2 separate regions of the Columba livia genome follow, and region 1 is linked to region 2. A link is a contact called in public Hi-C data. All regions are on one chromosome and are shown on one strand. Each heading gives the region's core, a stretch centred on a gene start, on an enhancer-like site or on the middle of the called end of the contact. The rest is flanking DNA. Distances are from core to core; before and after follow the strand shown.

Region 1 (2,700 bases), core at 163-2,662, 35 kb after region 2:
TGGATTGCGCAGTGGAGCAATGAGGCAGGAACTGAATGCACTCGAATGAGGGAAGTGTTAAAATTGTCCCTCCCGTGATTTGTAGCCGGTGCGTTTCTGGTTTGTGTCTGGAGGGGTTAAATTCCTGCGCGGTGGAGTCGGGGTTGACGCGATGTTGAAAAGCAAATGCTGCCAGATCGGAGTCCAGGACTTTCAGGCACTGGCGGCCCCACTGCATTGTCAAGAACGGTTCAAATGCTTTATGGCTATAGAACTAATTTCCTAATTTAAATGCCTATTTAAAAGCTCTGCTTTAGTGTTTCAGTTTTTAGTGACCTTATTGTGCTGAGGGACCGAGTTTCAGCTCATTCTCCCCAGATGTACCACGGTGCGTTTTAGCACTGAGTAGGAAAGGCAGCAATGAAAACCACTCTTGGTTGCATACAAACTATGTGAGATACACTTGAGATTAGAAAATGTTAAGTGTATGGCTGAGTAACAATTATTCTGGAAGCTCTTCAGCTGCGAAGCTTAACCACTGTGCTACAGACCTATGTATTATTAATACAACTGTTTTCAAAGTGGTCATTTAATCTAATGCAGATACTTAGTGGGTGCACTTGTTAACATGTCTGATATATGAGATCTGACTTCCAGCTTTTTCAGTAAAGATAACGGTATAGAAACGTATTTATTATTTATTATCCGTGCACCTTGATATTTAGTTTGTGAACAGTAAGTACCAATTAGTCTTCAAAAACCACTTGCAAACAGTTTCATGTTTCACATCCATGAAGGGTTTGAGTGATTTGTTTGGGACAGCAAAGAAGCAAAATAACCAGAGAGTTGACTTTTTTTTAAGGTAAAGCTTTCAATGCAATTACTTGGTATATGTTTATTGTTTATATAGTAGTGACCAATAAAATATATATATATATATTTGAACAAAACAAAGACGGTGAAACTGTGAACTACAGAAACAAGTGTACTGGTTTAGACCATGTGCATTTTGAACAGGTTAATGTTCCGGCTTCTTGAAACCATCACCTCTTGTTTTAATCAGTAGCATGCCCGTTGAAAATAAACCGAACCTCCTGGGGGGAAAACAAATGCTTCATGCACCACTTTTCATTAGAATCTTGTTAGTTTTGCAGTTATAGGATATAAATCAAAAACCATGAGCGAAACCAGCAGTTCCCAAGCACCGCGGCTCAGGTTCCCGCTAATGGGTGTCTGGCTCCTATGCTCTCAGTCTGTGAGCCGAATTCCGGGGGGTTTTGGGGCTTGCTCTGGTTAGTATGGACAGCAAGAGAACCATCCATCTGTTAACGGAAAGGTTCGAAAGCAGTTCTGATTCGCGGAGAGGTGAATAGGTGGGAAGTCTGCTGGCCAATGCGTTCCCAGGGGTTTGCACACACAGCGTCTTTGAGCACTTTGTCTTGGCCTGGAGAAGATGCGTTTTTAAGGAGTTTCTGCCGTGATTGTGAAAAACACGGGTTTCTTAATTGAAACTTTTTGTCTTGGTTGTGTTTTGCAACACAGCTATTTTAATTTTAGTGAAATATGGACATTGTGAAATGACAGAGATCTGAAAATGGGCATGAAAATAAAGGAAACTTAAAATGCGTTTCCTTCACACGCAGTTTTTGCAAGCTGATGTTAAACCAGATAGTCTCAAAGGCCGAGTGTGATGGTTCATGACTTAAGCAGCTAATAGAACTTGCAGAGGTGAAGACGGGAGGCGCTGCTTCCCGCACAGGAGCTCTAGTGCTCTCGGGGGAGAAAAATCTCCTGCTGTAATAGAAACATTGGTTTAATTTCCAAAGCTGACTGTGGTGCTGTGCTCTCTGGATGTGTCCTCCTGGACATCAGCTCTTCTCCGTCCTGTCCCACCACTGCGGCTCGCAGTGCCCGTTTCTTCTGGGATCAATGGACTGTGCAGGGGTGCAGATCCCGAAGGGGGAGTGGGGTCTGTTACACAGTCCAGTCACTGGGAGCCAGTGCAGGGAGCAAATGGAATCATAGAATCATTTGGGTTGGCAAAGACCCTCAGGATCATCAAGTCCAACCATAACCTAACCCTACTGCTAACCCGTGTCCCTGAGAACCTAAACTAAACGCCTTTTAAATCCCTGCAGGGATGGTGACTCACCATCACCAAGTCCAACCATAACCCAACTCTGGCACTGCCCCATGTCCTGAGAACCTCAACTAAACACCTTTTAAACCCCTCCAGGGATGGTGACTCCAGCACTGCCCTGGGCAGCCTGTTCCAGTGCCCCACAGCCCTTTGGGGAAGAAATTGTTCCCCAGATCCAACCTCAACCTCCCCTGGCGCAACTTGAGGCCGTTTCCTCTGGTCCTGGTGCTTGTTCCTGGGGAGCAGAGCCCGACCCCCCTGGCTCCAAGCTCCTTTCAGGCAGTTCAGAGATCAGAAGGTCTCCCCTCAGCTCCTGTTCTCCAGGCTGAACAAATAACAGGGAGAAAGTTAGGTGACACAGTCAAATAACTGTTATTAACATCACAGATTCAGAAGCAGCCTTGCTTTGGTGTCGCTATTAACCAGATCTGGGACCGGGACAGGCATCATCTCATCGCAGGGAGCTGGAGTGTCACCCCACTGTGTCTCCCGCTGCTCCTGTGTGGGTGTGTGTGTCCCTGTGCTGCTGTCCCGGAGCACAGGAGGTGGTTTGGGGATGTGAGAAGGGTCTGGCCAGGCTG
Region 2 (2,700 bases), core at 69-2,568:
TCCAGAGAAAATTCAGAATGCTCTTGTTCCCTGCCTAAACAAATGGTTGTTTCAGCCAAAGTGAAATCTTTCCTGTTGATTTATTACACCAGTTTAGATATAAGCCCTCTGTGCAGGATTGTCAGTTTAATAGAACAACTTTCTTTCTCCTTTCAGATTTAATCCACATGTTGTTGTATCAACAGAGCCTTTGTCTCTGCTCAGTTATGAGTTATGCTTTTTTAATTAAAAAGAAAAGAAGTGAAAACACATGTTTTTTAACAGCCCTGTTCCAAAAATGCGTAGGATGACACAGGGAGAGGTGACCGTCAAACAGTGAGCCTGATTCGTAGGTAACTTCCAAGTGGTGCTGCCGATGGGAGGAGTGAGGAACGGCCCTTCCAGCTCTGCTGGTGGAATCCTGCAGCCTCTCTTCACCCAGCATTTCTGAGGGGGTATTTCCCCCCAGCTTGTGCGGTGATGCTAAACACGCTCTTTTGAGTTAACTCTAATTTCCTTCCTTTTTAAAAGGGGGACTTATCCAGAGGTGTATGTAATTCACGTTTCCTTCCTTCCTGCCTCCCTCCCCTGCAGAGAAGGATTTCTTTCTTGGACCCCTCCTGTTTTCCAAGCGTAGAGGAATTACTCTCAGGAAACTCATGAATTTGGTATTATTTCTATACTTGGTTTTGTGAGAAAACATTTATTACAGTATCAATGCTTACGTGGTAGCTACATGAGGGTTCAGAGGTGCATGTTAGAGCTGCTCAATAAAGCAGCTCACTACATTGTTCGATTATAACCTTTGCTTGAACCTTATCGCACAACCGAGTCCTGTGGCGTTATGAATTAGTTCCGCAGATTGACTGCAGAGCATCCCGGCCGGGCTGCAGGCAGGGGGTCGCAGTGTCGACGTCTTTGGTGCTAACCTGCGTTTTCTCCAGCGTGTGTTAGACCCCTGGCACTCAGCAGTCTCCCTTCGTTCTCTTTCAGATGTCAGCACAGCAGAACCCACCTCAGTTGTCAATAGACTTATTTGCAGTAGTGCGATTTTAAAAGAAGCTTATCCTAATGCGTCTTCAAGCAGAAGGAGCTTGTCTGGCTTTTAAAAAATGTGGCATGATCCTGTTCTACTTCTGAAAGCTACAAAAGAGAGTAAGGGAAGATCCACCTTAGAGGCTTTAGGATCCCGCGATGGTTGTATGCTGGCTGCCTGAAGCAGTCGCAGGCCCGGCAGGGATGTTGTAGCTCTGGGAAGGACTGTTCTTGCTGGATCAGGCACATCCCTTGATCCACCAAGCTCTTGCAAAAACCCATGGAATCCTTGGCAACGTGTGTGCAGACACTGGGAACTGGTCAAGTTAAACTCTGTAAGGTTAAACTGGTCTGGCTCTCAGAGGACAGGTGGCCAGGCGGGGATTCGCAGCCTGAGCTAAAAGGATCAGCCTGGTCGTGTTTAAGGCAGCTTAGATACTGTTGGATTCTCTGGATGGTGACTCTGCAGTGTTCCTTGCACAAGGGGAAAAAAACCCTCCTTCCCTTTGAAGACTGTGGAATGCAGACTGACCGGACCCGTGTTTGTTTTCCTGCAGACCGGCCTTTTGTCAGTGCCTGCCTTTTTCTTAGGAGGCCTGAGCACACCTTTCCAACACAAGATAAAACGTGGATCTTGGGAGGATTGTCCTTCCCAGGCTCTCGCAGCCAGTCTCCTGTCCTCAGGTCTGCGTTCTACCCAGTTAAGTTCTCCAAACCTTGGTGCTAATGGATTTTTAGATTAGGTTTGTTTCCTGCTCAGTTTATCACAGTTCTGCACGGCAGCAAGTCCTTGTAACTTCTCAAAACAGCCTGGAACTTGAATCTTCCCAGAGCAGCGGTAAATGAAAGGGCTGTTCCGCTAGCAAGAACCATTTCTGTATATGTGGATGTTGCAGGGCACTGTACTATGTTGTGCTTTCATCTAAAATATCCTTGGGCGGCCTCATCCAGCTTTGAAGGTGACCATTCCTTTAGCAGCCGCTTGGATTGGAAACCTCGCGAGGTCCCTCCCGAACTAACTCACTGTGATTCTGTTTTCTGGTAGAGTTCTGGCAAAGATGCTTCTTTTGGCTTCGGTTCTGTCTCCCTGCATGCTCAACAGCTTTCATCATGTTCCCATCATAAGCAATTCTTTAAACCGAAGTGATGTGTAAACATCAGGAACAGTTACTGAACTGTAACGTGAGTTTCCTTCCTCCATAGTTAAGACTGTTCTTTTTATACTGCTATACTCAGATGATATGAAAAATCAATTTTCTTTTATTGCTGTTTATTAAGATATAATAGCTTGGGTTTTGTCCTCAGACAAATATTTTGCAATGGGGACAATATAGAGGATAATTTTCCAAAAGCTAATGGGTTTTGTTCTTAGGTCAGCTCCATTCCTTTGCACTCTTTCTTTGTTGGGCAGCTGCAGAAGAAGGAAACACAAAGAGAAAAGAGCCTTGTTGTTATTTGGGATTTATAAGACTCTATCATTACTGCATTTTGAGTGGGTGTTGCGTTTTTGAGTTAAAAACTGAAGAAAAAGATACTGTTTTTATGGATATTGGTACCTATTCAAACACTTCAGCTCATACTTCATTTTGCTTAAAATTGAAGCAATTGCTTAAGCACTCAGGATAGTAATGATCTCAATAATGTGTCTTAGCAGTTCAGAAGCTGTGTGCTTGCCAAGGGAACGCT

What was found. A called contact is a pair of places that touch in the nucleus more often than the background predicts.
Region 1: a Hi-C map of liver shows a contact between it and region 2, with 2.0 times the contacts expected there. The contact joins two enhancer-like sites. A contact is called at or near these places in 2 of 2 Hi-C or Micro-C datasets (crop and liver).

What each region holds. Positions count from the first base shown.
Region 1 is chr19:10,489,914-10,492,613 of bColLiv1.pat.W.v2, forward strand. The region is part of intron 2 of EXD3 (exonuclease 3'-5' domain containing 3); the gene reads left to right. Among named protein-coding and RNA genes, the nearest start is that of EXD3, 50 kb to the left of the region's middle. Within about 2 kb of position 1,413, at least 2 of the 3 cell types and tissues checked have an H3K27ac peak away from gene starts, as active enhancers do.
Region 2 is chr19:10,454,638-10,457,337 of bColLiv1.pat.W.v2, forward strand. All of the region lies in intron 2 of EXD3 (exonuclease 3'-5' domain containing 3), which reads left to right. Among named protein-coding and RNA genes, the nearest start is that of EXD3, 14 kb to the left of the region's middle. Within about 2 kb of position 1,319, at least 2 of the 3 cell types and tissues checked have an H3K27ac peak away from gene starts, as active enhancers do.